Regions from separate parts of the Mus musculus genome. Here region 1 is linked to region 2. A link is a contact called in public HiChIP or PLAC-seq data. All regions are on one chromosome and are shown on one strand. The core of a region is the stretch at or near the end of the contact, and the rest is flanking DNA. Distances in the headings are between cores, read along the strand shown. Region 1 overlaps Baz2b (bromodomain adjacent to zinc finger domain, 2B). Region 2 has its middle 31 kb from the start of Gm39831.

Region 1 (6,782 bases), core at 734-3,233, 440 kb after region 2:
AGATTTATAAAATCGGAATTTACTTTTGAATTATTAAGGATTCTAGATATTGGCTCCAAAGTTGAGTTCAGACAAAACAGGGACAAATCCAGTTAAGTCAACAATCACCATCTCTGGATCTAACCAACTAAGCCAACTAAATCAACTTCTTCACTCAGCTGTGCCAATCAAACGGTTTCTTTACAAATATGTCTGTGTGTGTGGAGGGGGGGGGTGTACACCCACCCACATATACACTTCCTCCTCTACCTATGTTTCTGACAAATGAGTTAAACTCAAAATTCCAGTTGTGTAGAGTATACAGTCATGTACTATTTACATATGAGTAAATATATGATATGTGTGCATATGTGTGAGCCTGAGATAGCATGTGGGTCCTACAGAACAAACTTGGTGTCATTCTCAAGCAGTGTCCACCGTTTCCTTTGAGACAGACTCTGTCTCATTGGTCTGCAGCACACTGACTACATAGGCTGGCGGGAGGGACAAGGCCCGGGAACCCCGGGCTCCACTTCCTTAGGGCTGGACAACCACACTAAGTTTCTGATTTTTCCTTTTCTACATGAGTTCTGGAGCTTCAACCCAAGTCCTTATGTTTACACGCATGTTGCTTTTGTTGACAGAGATGTTTCCCAAAGCCCACCTCTTTTCTACCTAGAAAGTAGGTAGTGTTCAATTGTACCTGCCAGCTGTATGCATGTAGCCATGGCTTAACTAAAAAAAAAAAAAACAAAAAGCAAAAAACTGTGGGACAAATTTAAGCTCCCAAATTATGAAAAACTGAAAACACTAAAATTAGTGATGGCTAAAACTGACAGAAACAATTTTATGAGAACTAATGAATTAGCTTTAAAACATGCATAAAACATAATTAAGCATTAATTTCATTATTTTGAAGGAGCAAAAGAGCTAAATCTTAATCTCATGGGCAGAAACATAAAATATCTGAATGCTTATCACTCCTGTAGCAACAATTAAAGATCAGGGCCATATCTGATCACATTAAAAGATTTTTAACTATAAAAAAGTACAATAAAAAGAAGATCTGAACGTGTGATATCTTTATTGGGTCTTCCTTTCCTTCCTACAAATGTAAGCCCTCTTAAAGACTTTATCCTGTTCGTTCCCCCTTCCTACTTCTATAGCATCACGGTTTAACATCTCAGTGAGAGTGGACTGTATGCCAGGACAGGCTCCACAAGCAGGGATGGGGTCTCACTATCCCAGGGCCTCCCCATTCCTGGACAGCCAGGCCACCAGAGGGCTTGACAGACTGCGACCAACTGTGGTTCTTTCCTCACACTCTCGCTTGCTCTTCGGAACCTCCGAGATGCTATGACTCTTCTCTGTGACTTGTTTTATATAATCCTATCTGTTCTTTACTATCTCCCCAAATATGTTTTTGAATATTATTATTCAAAATCTATTTATATTATACCATGACTAGGATATAAAATTATGCAGGAAAAATTCATTTCTTAATTTTTACTATGTACAAAACACGCAACGATCTCAGGACCTACTATAAGCAACAGAAAAGCAGCTGTCTTTTAAAGGGCTAAACTAATCAAGCAAGAGCCATTCTTTAAATCATTAAAAATATAACATCTTCACTGAGGTTTATTTATTCACAGAAGCAAATCCAGTATCTGTACTGCAACTTTTACCTTTTTACACAGCAAAAAAACTATTGTAAGGATTACCGGATGCTGCCAGGGCCAAGTGGAAGCCCGTAGCTGTAATCCATCTTAAAATCTGAAGCTCTGACTCACAAGGGAATTACTTCTCTCATGCTGAGTGTTGTAGTGAGTGTGTGTCTGTTGTATGCATGTCCACATGCATGTTCAACATTAACTTTTTCTCCATCACTTTCAAACATATGTTTTGAGAAAGGGTCTCTCATTGAACCTAAAACTCTACGATTTGCTTGGTGGCAAATGAACACCAGATGTGCCTGCCCTGACCTCCCCAGCACAGATTACAGCATGCGTTACCATGCCTGTTTTTGTTAAATGTGTGCTGGAGATCACAGCTAAGGTTCTCACGATACTACACCACCTCCCCCGTTCCACGATGGGAACTTTAAATTGATAACAGATAGGGACAGCATGCTGGCTCCTGTTACAGTCGACAACACAAATGACATTTCAGGTGAAGCTTATCCTGTGTCACCAAGAGAGCAGGACATGACACAGAACATGTCACAGAGGATCGAGGAACTCCCTGAATATAGAACGAGCGTATCTGAATATTAGAAAGTTCTAGTTTTGGAACAGTAATTTTTTTCTACATCTATATACCTAATGTTGATATATGCTCCCAAATCAAAGTATCCTGATTAAAAACGAGTTTTCTTAGAGAAAATGTCTGCACACTTAGACGATTAAGGCAGTATTACTCCTTTGACCGAAGATGCTCAGACTGCATGCTGTGCGTGCAAATGTTATTTCACTTTTAGTTTTTGTTTTAACTGATGATACATAACCATGGACAACTTAGATAATGAAAATGTATGTACAGTGGCAATGTTAAGATTCTTAAATGATAAGCTGGATAGTTTTTAGCACAACTTTTCAAGTCTATCAGGTGACACACAAACGCCAATGTGTCAGTCATGAGGAATGGTATTATAAAAGTCTTTGTTACCAAGCACGTTTGTTACTCTCCGTGAACAATAAGGTCTTTCCACCTCACCGGAAGCAAAGAACGATACACAGACAGACTGAAGTAATCCCGAGCCTAAAGTGCCTGTGTGCAAAGTCTCCTATCACTGTGTAAAAGTCCAAAAGTCAACAGTAAACATAGCTGATATAAGAAACCAGTATGGGAAACATCTAATCTTTAAAAACAGAAACAACAAAACCCAATGAGAGCTTTCTATACAGGTTGTTTTTCTGCGTGCCAGAGCTGCTCTCGATCTTTCAATGCTGCACAGAGCTGCTGCTCCAGGCCTACATCTTTACACTGCTGACGTGATTTACATCACTGCGGAATCAGTCTCTGGCTTGTAATCTGCACAGCACTGCTCATCCTAGAAACTGGCATTCATTCAGCTACACCCCATATAGATCAGCAATAAGGGAGCATATAGGTCAAAACAAACATAACTGAAATGCTATCAATGGAATAACTCAATTATCAGTTAATACATTGAATTCTTAACCATTTCAATGCTTACGTATTTGAAACTCAAAGTAAGGGAGATATAAATTTGAACTTTAATGAACAAACAACAAAAAGAATTCTTTAGTTCGTGTGGACAGAACATTTTTCCACAAATAATCTTCATTTCATTCTTGTATTCTCTTATTTGGAGCCACTGCAGCCTTATGTCTTAATATTTAGAAAGATGTATGGAATACAAGTAGATTCTAGTCATTCATTTATTTTCTTTCTTGAGACAGGAATTCATAACGTAGCACACACTAGCCTTGGACTCAGTATGTGGCTTAGTTCTTGGACTTAGTATGTGCCAATGTTCTGGAGCCTTTCTGCTTCAGTGTCTCAACTCAGGGATTACAACATGCATGACCAACCTAGCTTATTTTTATTTAAGTACTTATTCTGAGATTATTTTATAATCACAAAAACTGAAAAAGTAACAGCAAGTCCCTATGTTCCTTTTCCATAGCCCCTCCTATGCTAATATCTTACATACAACTATAGATCAATCTTCAAAGCCAAGAAATTAACCTTAACTAGGCAAAAAATTATTGGCATTAATCCTATTTCCTATTAACACCATTCCTTGTCCCAAGATTCAAGAATCCTTTATTACATTGAACTTTGTGCTTTTAGCTTTCTTCAGTCAGCTACAACTTTTGTCTTGTGCTTCAATGATGAATATAAACCAGAGATTGGGGTTCGTCTAATGCTTTGTAACAATTAGAAGTTCTACCTCTTTGAGGATGACACTCAATGGCCCTCTCTCAGAGCAGGATACTCAAGGCCCATGTTTCTTTGCAGCACCGCTGATGTTAATTTTGTCACTAAGCTGCTGCCTGCCAGGATTCTCCACTGTGAAGTTAACTATTTCTCTTCAGTGTTTTGTTTTGTTTTTTTTTTTTAAACCAGAAAAACAAGTCAGTAAAATCATGGGTTGCTTTGGAAACAAAAGCTATTAACTTGTGCCACTTCAATCTAAGAGGTTAGAATAATTTCTTCTTTGTTACAAACATTTTTATTAAATCTACTGAAAGAAGTTAAAATGCTAATTTAAAACCCCACATATTTGATATACATTTAAAACATTCAAACACTGCTTTATTATTAAAAGGAAAAAATAACTGAGAATAATTTCAAAGAACGTTTTTTTTCAATAAGCAAGAAAATGTTTCCCCACAATGAATAGAAACTATTATAACCAGCTTTCAAAACCACAAAGAGCATACTGCTAGGGCTGCCCTCATAGCTTACTGCAGCCAGGTAGTTTAAAACAGACCCTCCTGCTAGAGGCTTAAGCCAGCAAGCATGATGGCAGGGCCATGTGCCCTGGGCTACCTCTGGAGCACTAAGAAAGCATCTGCCCCATGGTCTCTGCTAGCCTCAGGTATTGTCCTCTGTCCTCACGGGACATGCCGTGTAGGAGGGCACAGTCACTGCAGAGAAGGGGCTACTCACTGACTTCCTGTTAAACCAGAGACGACTGTAAGAGCCCATCTCCAAGTAAGAGAACATGCTGAAGCACTGTGATTTGGGCCCCAACACACCTTTTTTCTTTGTAACAAGAAGATACACTCTAACCCTAATACAGGGTTAGTTACCAGTATCACTTAACTGATTTGGACATACTATTTTTCTTCAGTAACTTACTACTAAAGTCTCCAACAAAAAGGACAAAGTTCTACTAGTAAAAGGTAAAATAACATTCCAGACATGCTTAGGTCCTTGAGTTCAACCTCCCATGAAATATTCCTCATGGAAGAAAAGGTAGACAGAGACTAAGCAGACAGTTCAGAGAGTAAGCATACTTGCTGGGCAAGCCTGACGAGCTGAGTCACATAACTAAAGGCCATGAAGCCGACAGGACAGATGTGCATCTGCAATCCCAGCATGCCTCACCTGCTGTGCCCTGGGAGCCAGTGGAAACAAGAAGGGGAGACCTGACACCCACCACGTATAAGGACGTGTGGTAGCACACAATAAGGAAATGAATAATAATGTTTAAGATGAGAGAAAAGACAACTGGACAATGGAAAGCCTTAAATCAAGACTCACAAAAGTCCTCAAAATTAGTACAGCAACTGCAGAGAAAAGTATTCACATGCTAACCTGGAGGCAACGGAACCCTGCTTGTGTCTACTATACATCTAGGAAGACTGCTCGCATCCCTTACTGACCCTCTAATGCCGGTAAACTTGAAACCTGGCTGTCTTTCAGTTATGTCTGAACTCGGTCTCAGGTTGGTTTTTAAACATTGCCTCTTCAGTATGTTAAATGGTTTTTTTTATATATATATATTTACAAAAGAGCACTTTATTCATATGTATTAAACAATGCTAAACTAAAAAAGTTACATTCCATCTTGATGATAATGGACTGAACCTCAGAACCTTGTAAGCCTGCCCCAGTTAAATACTGTCCTTTATAAAAGTTGCTTTGATCATGGTGTCTGTTCACAGCAATGGAAACCCTGAGATACCCCAGATGCGTACTCTCTAGGACACTGTTTTTATTTTGGGATAGGTCATAGCACTTGACACTCTGAAATGCTGTCTAATATGGCATTAGTGCACCGACGCTGACATGTCCTCCAATAGGCAGCACCTAAACGTGTCACTTCTGTTATGCACTCCTTGGACTGTCAAGTAAAATATATGCATACTCTATAGACTCTGCCTTGCGTCAGCTGCTTAGCTGGCCCCTGAGATTAAGCCTGGCAAATGCAGCCTTGCCTAAGCAGAAAGAAAGAATAAAGGGTCATGGGAAGCAAGATACAGGGATTCTAAATAAAATATTAAGAGTATCCCTTTCATTTTCTGAAAGTCGACATTATAAATACTTCTAAGTCTATTATATACTCTGTATAAATTATGCTAAATATAAATTAAAATTTTTAATTTTAAAATTCAAATAATGCTAGCATTATTTGACTTTTTTGGATGCTTTTTGACCCTAAAACAGCACTGACCTCTCTCCTCTTCACTGAACTAGGCAACAGACTGCTTATCACTTCAGTGAGGTCACTTAATCAATTTGCACCAGACCTGGGGGTTAGTTACTGACCTTTGATTCTGCTTCATGAAGGCAGTCAGTTTGTCAGTGCTGCTCATGAACTTAAAAAGCAGGACTCCCTGGATGGTGCCCAAGCTCTTACAGGGACTAGATGTGTCTCAGGAATTTGCAGCAGATGATCTGACTCTGAATTATTGACTGACTGACTGATTGATTGATTGATTGATATCTCCTTCCCAGTTCTTCAAAATATCTGAGAAGAAAGGCCCTCTTTCTGCTACATCTGGGAGAGTTACATCAAAATATCCCTTTAGATTTTCTATTTCTTTAAAGCATATGGCCCGGAGAAAAAGAAGAACCCAAACTGATGGAGACCTGAAAAGCCAAAACGTGGCTTAGAGGATTCATTGTCTTAGAATGCTGGAGGGAAGAAGGTGCAGGAATCAGCAGCTTCCATATTAAAAGGACAAGGCCCAAAGGACTAGCTAACAGCCCATGATGATCTGAGCACCTTACTGCTCCACAAGGTGCAGCCCCACTATGAGCTGCCCCACAATGCACTGCACCTCCGTCTGCAGCTCCTCACATGGATGTTTTTGAGAGGTGAC
Region 2 (6,240 bases), core at 2,822-5,321:
CATATACACACTACCAATAAAAGCAGATGCAGCAAGTTGTATTTATACATATTTGTACATAAACATACATACATATACACATATACAACAGTAATAATAAAAGAAAGAGAGGCTATCACCTTGAGAGGGACATGGAAACGGTTGGAGGAAGGACACATGGGAGGAGCCAGAGAGGGGAAAATGTAATTCTATTCCAATGAAAAACATATTTCTAAAAAAAAAAATCAGTTCAAAAGGCACTGCAACTTTTTATAAAAGGTTTGCCACATGTACATTATACATTATAATTAAATATATTGCTCATCTTTATATTTGGATAAGTGTAGAATAAATAAAATACAAATTCCATTCCCTTAAAAAAAAAAAAAGAAGATTTGCCCCAAATAAACCTTTCAGATGGTAAGCACGGTTGTCTTTATTCACACTCAGCGAAGCATATTTAACTCACTTTGAAGCAAAGCTTCCCAACGAAGCAATGCATTCCAAACTAGTTAAGGTTAAGCATCAGGTTGAGGTTGGCAGATTCATAAAAAGTCTCACTTCACAATGAGGACAAGGGTCTAATACTCTCCTTGTTGCTACTTCAGCACGCAGCTGTCAAACAAACAGAAAAAGCTAACAAAACTCAAGACTCTTCTCTGGGTAGTTCACCATAAATTCCTTCTGGGTTTCCTTAAAACGTCCCAAGTTTTTCTTTTGCAAAAAAAAACGGCAAATGGCTAAGAGGTAATAAGTCTTGACTGGACCTGACTCTTTCCATTGCAATGAGTCTCTGGCTGGGGCGGGGGTGGGGGGGAGAACCACTCAAATGTGCCTGCATTTCTTTCTCCTGGCACAGTAGAGCAGCATCTTTTGTGAGTGACCCACCCCCTGATGCTCTGATTTCTCAGAGTTAACAGTGTTCTCCAAAAGTCCTTCATGCAGTCTTTGGCAAGCTCTGGGCAACAACGCTGAAGCCTAGTGTCTCAGCTACAACTGGTCCAACATGGGTATTTGTTAACCTAGCCAAAGGATCATTGAAAACTTAATGTGTGAGTTTCCAGCAACACACCTCCCCATGCAAGCATGTGAGCACACATGATAGCCTGGATTTCTACATTGCACATACTGTTGAGATGAGTGAAAATAAGAACACTTCATATCCAAATAACTTCTAATCCTTGTGTATTTTTCTCACACAAATCTTACTAAAAGCACCAGTGCAATCACACACACACACACACACACACACACACACACACACACACACACACACACACACACGTACGTTTGTTCTGCAGATTTACAAGGAATATCTGAAGATGCTTTGTCATCAGACAGCATGATAGTGTTTTCCGCTAACCACTAGGGGGCAGTACAGACCAACCAAAGGTGCAAGCATCCGCCGTGGCCCTGGATTTGAGAGGATCTCAAGGTGATAAAAACCACTTGCTTATAATGAAGAATTTAGACAAAACAGTTCAGGCCTCGTGTTTTTAAAACTCAACGTGAACATGGAATGCTTTTTCTCAACACCGTGAGAAATATGTATGTTCTTTGTGATATCGTAGACATTAATTGCCGTGAGTCTAGGCTCAACATGCCTGAGTTTAAGCTTGATCGACCTTTAAAGGTGCTGTAACCACACTCATGTTCTTTAACTTCCCTCCCTCGCTTTCTTTCTCTTTCTAATGTGGATGAACATTTTGCCTTTACCACATACCTGCCTGGTGTCCACAGAGGCCAGAAGAGGTGATGGAACCCCTGGAACTGGCATTAAGGACAGTTGTGAGTCACCGTGTATGCTGGGAATCAAAAGGGTCCCTCTGGAAGAGCAACTTTTAACCAGGAAGTAATCTCTCCCACCTGCCTCTCCGCTCAACTGTGGATCTTGCTCTACTTAATTAAAATTGAACATGCTCTGGGTTCACCTTAGTAAAACTGAACACATTAGAGTTTATACAGCCAAGATCCAAATACTGCCTTCTCCAAGGTAAACATCTTGGTAATTTGGGCAACTCCTCCAGCTTAGGTTTTTTTCACTTGTAAAACAGATCTAGCAAGATCAATCCTTTGGCAACTGCTTGAAGCATGAATGTACACATACTTAGTGCAGTGCCTGGCACATAGTAAAACATAACATATATTTCTGTACTATTCTTAATATTCTTTTTACAATGACAAATGATAATAATATTATTATATTTGTGACCAAAATATGTGGAACTGCATCTACACTATTGCTAACCTTAAAGGCCCACTGAGAAATACGGACATGAAATGTATTTTCTGGTTCTGACTCCCACACTGGCCACATACTGAAAGTTTATTAAGCTCTGAAGTTTCACAGAGATTGAATACCAAAAAAGGTGCGTGGAGAGTTTTATCTTTGTCAAGCAATGCCTTTTGCTCTCCTTTTGGAGGTAGACCTTTCGGTCGGATCAAAGTCTCCAGGTTTCTCCTAAGGGGCTGAGTACCAGAGGTCGGTCCTCATCCATTTCTGGACCGAGTTCCCAGAGGAAAGCGTCTGCCTCTCCCTCCGCTGCTCTCTGCCCTCAGGATCTCAGTTGTCCTTAAGCAAGGCTGGCTCCATTCCATGCAAGCTTTCTTCCTGTTTCTGTAGAGGGCATTTGTCTCTTAAAAAGTCATGTGTAGTTCATATAAAAATGCCCCCCTCATCCGTTACTTCACGTTTAACTAGATCTGTCTGAGGAGTTTGGTAGGGCTGAAGTGTTGCCCAGGCTGGCCTCGAACCCAGAAATCCTCCTGTCTCTGCCTCCCAAGTGCTGGGATTAAAGGCGTGCGCCACCACTGCCCAGCCAGCCTGCAGTCTCTTACAGTAATTAAAACAGTGACCACTGTTTTCAACAAAGCAAATTGGCCTTGTGAACTTACTGATCTTTTGGGGGACAGAGGCAAGAGGGTCACATGACTGTTGCTGCCCGGAAGCACTAATGGGCAGCCAATCAGGTTACTTCTTGGCAATGGCTTGCATTCCCCATGGAGTTGAGTTCCGTCCGACCTCTAAACGCTTGATGTGCTGGACAACACCACTGCTCTGGTTAGCCCCATTAAGGACCCAGCTACAGTAGGTAACAATATCCCCAAGAGCGAGAGAAAACGGTAAGCCCTGCATGGCTTCTGGAGGACAAGCTCCCCAGCGAACCAAGGACTCTGTTTTCACCATGCTAAGGGTTCAAAAAGCTCGTCTAAAACAAACAAACAAAACAAAAACAAAAAACCCCAGAACTTCTGTAGCTGGCTGGCTTGTATTCCAGTGTGGTCATGTCTGCCCTTTAAACGTGGCAACTGAAGGACTTTGTAAAACCTGAAAACAGTTTAGGACATTAAAGGGACGTCCCTACCCACCCACCCCCAAACAGGAATTTCCATGCACTGTGGAAACTATTCAGAGGCAAAAACATAGCATCTTGATGAATATAATAGGGTCTCACATCCCCTCTTATAGGGACACAACTCTCATTGACTTAAAAGTGACATTTCCAAACAGGCTGCAAGAATGATTCGTCTCCCAAACAAAGCGGGCTGCATTTGTTCCGATAGAATGGCTGCTTCTCTTCTTTGTGTCCGCATAATTTGGTAGAGCACTCCCTCGTTCATTCATTCGAGGGTGACTCTCATTTGAGAAATTTTCTCAATGAGACCATTTAAAAATATTTTTAAATCCAGAGCTTTCCTCTAAGGCCTCTTTCAGTCTTCTCTGCCTTGTAGCTTAACAGGGACGGCAAGATTAGTCCTTAAAAAAAAAAAAGAAAAAATATTTTGCAGTAAAATTCAGCCTAAAAGAGATCATGTACTGTAACATCATGTCTGCCTGGACATGTGCGGCTACTAGAAGTGTTCTGATTGTATCAAGTCCCCTCCCCCATTCAATTAAATGATATGGAAGAGAAGTCATTTAAACAGACATTCACATGCTAAGATCATTTCCAGAATAGCCCACCTCTGCAGTTTAAAAACTGTTCTATGGAAACAAGAGACGCAGGTATGTGCCTCCCTGACCCCCACTGGGGTCCAATCTCCCTCCTATCCCCCTTCTCCGGTCCCATGCACTTCCTGGCCCCGCAGGTCAGAATGCCCATAAATTTCAGGGTCTGACACTCTGTCGGGGGCAGAGGTGAGGCCTGAGGGAAGAGGTGAGTCCAAAGCACATCTTCATTAAGTCAAACAAAGCAGTCATGCAGGGTTTACATCGTGGGCCTGTGGATGTGCTTCACCGTGGCTCTTTAAATAAACAACAAGGAAAGAAAAATACCACAGACTCTGTTGATGGCAAGGCTGAATATAACCTGTGCCGGAGACGTGAACCAGGAGCGGGGGCCTGGAAGAGTTCTGAGCCTCTTCCCAAACACGATCAACCCACAAGTTACAATAAGTGAGTGTATTCGATTTGTTTTAACTTTTTTTCAGGTGCTGGGGATCAAAGCCACGCCCTCACCCCCGGGAGGTAACCTCACCACTGAGCTACAACACACCCCAGGCCTGTGTCTAGAGTTAAAAGGGTCTCAAAATACCAAAGATAAGATGGGGGTTAAATTAAGAACTGGTCAGCAAGCAAGCTGTGGTTGTTTTTCAGCCTTACCTTCCTCTACTTGAGCAATTGAAAAGTTGCTGGGGTTTTTTTCTTTTTTTTTTTTTACATCAGTGTTTAACTTCAGCCTAGCTCTTTAAAACTAAGAAAACAACAAAAGAATGAGATTGTTAAATATCAAATATCAAAGAACTTACTACTCCATTCTAAACGTCCCTCTGAGTGAGAAGAGAAGGATCAAGTTGAGTAACACTTTGTCTGAGAGCGCCAAATGTGTCCTCCTTGCTAATCTCCTCCTGGGATTTCGCTCTTCACTTGAGCAAATTAGCTGAGGGTGAACGATGATCAAAAGAGGAGCTTATGAAGAGCGAACTCCATGAACTGTTAGTGAGCCTGAAATGCAGATCACAAAATCTCCCAGTGGATAAAGATCAGAAGCAAGGGCAGGGATGTAAGCAAGAGACATCTGCCATAAAAATAAATGGGGGAAACAGGAAGACAGACGGGGAGAGGGGCTAAGAGGGCACTCGCCTTTAATGCCAGCATGCGGAGGCAAGAGTAAAGACTATGAGTTCGAGGCCAGCCTGGTCTTAGTAGTGAGTTCTAGGCCAGCCAGAGACCTTCAGAGAGAGAGAGAGAGAGAGAGAGAGAGAATAAGTTTCTCTTTAAAAGAATAGACATGCTTGGGTTTGATTCCCAACTATAGGATGAAAAGGAAATTATTATAAACAACTCAGTGGAGGACTGTCTAATACACCACTGCCCATGCCTTCAGTAGAGCCATATGAAACTGAGAAAATATCACCACATCAGAGAATGGTATCCAGGATGCATGGGTGCTCCAGTATATATACATACAAATATGTATGTGTGTATGTGTATATATGTGTATGTGTGTATATATATATATATATATATGTGTGTGTGTGTGTGTGTGTGTGTGTGTATGTGTATATATATATATATGTATATATATGTGTGTGTGTGTGATATATGTATATATATGTGTGTGTGTGTGTTTGTATGTTTGTGCATATATATGTATGTATGTGTGTGTGTGTATATATATTTTTTTTTTCCTGAGTGCTTTTCAACTACATTCATATAAGTTCTATTCAGAACTTTTATTTCAGATAGCTGGGCAACTTAGTAATAAGACCACACTTTCTTTTTCTTCTTTTTTTTAATTTAATTTTATTTGTAATTCATTTTTTACACTCCATATTCCATTCCCCACCCCTCCCCATGCACCCTCCGACTGCTCCACATCCCACACCTCTTCCCCACCCCACCTGACCTCTAAACTCCCTGGGGCCTCCAGGATCTTGAGAGTTAGGTGCATCATCTCTGAATGAATACAGGCCTGGAAGTCCTCTACTGTATGTGTGTTGGGGGCTGTTTGGTGGTCCAGTGTTTGAGAGATCTCAGGGGTCCAGATTAATTGAGACTGCTTGTCCTTCTACAGGATCGCCCTTCTCCTCAGCTTCTTTCAGCCTTCCCTAATTCAACAACAGGGGTCAGCTGCTTCTGTCCATTGGTTGGGTGCAAATATCTGCATCTGACTCTTTCAGCTGCTTGTTGGGTCTTTCAGAGGGCAGTCATGCCAGGTCCCTTTTTGTGAGCACTCCATAGCCTGAGTAATAGTATCAGGCCTTGGGGCCCCCTTGAGCTGGATCCCACAACATTTTATTTTTTAATTTAAAGTTGTT

The links. HiChIP or PLAC-seq counts read pairs in DNA pulled down with a chosen protein or histone mark.
Region 1: an H3K27ac HiChIP or PLAC-seq map of embryonic stem cells shows a contact between it and region 2, with 7 times the contacts expected there. The contact joins two enhancer-like sites. A contact is called at or near these places in 1 of 484 Hi-C or Micro-C datasets (cranial neural crest) and 3 of 115 datasets of contacts at active chromatin or transcription factors (differentiating embryonic stem cells and embryonic stem cells).

Annotation. Positions count from the first base shown.
Region 1 is chr2:59,985,763-59,992,544 of GRCm38.p6, forward strand. The region is part of intron 4 of Baz2b (bromodomain adjacent to zinc finger domain, 2B); the gene reads right to left. Among named protein-coding and RNA genes, the nearest start is that of Gm13572, 48 kb to the right of the region's middle. Within about 2 kb of position 1,984, at least 14 of the 459 cell types and tissues checked have an H3K27ac peak or open chromatin away from gene starts, as enhancers often do.
Region 2 is chr2:59,540,325-59,546,564 of GRCm38.p6, forward strand. No RefSeq gene overlaps it. Among named protein-coding and RNA genes, the nearest start is that of Gm39831, 31 kb to the left of the region's middle. Within about 2 kb of position 4,072, at least 22 of the 459 cell types and tissues checked have an H3K27ac peak or open chromatin away from gene starts, as enhancers often do.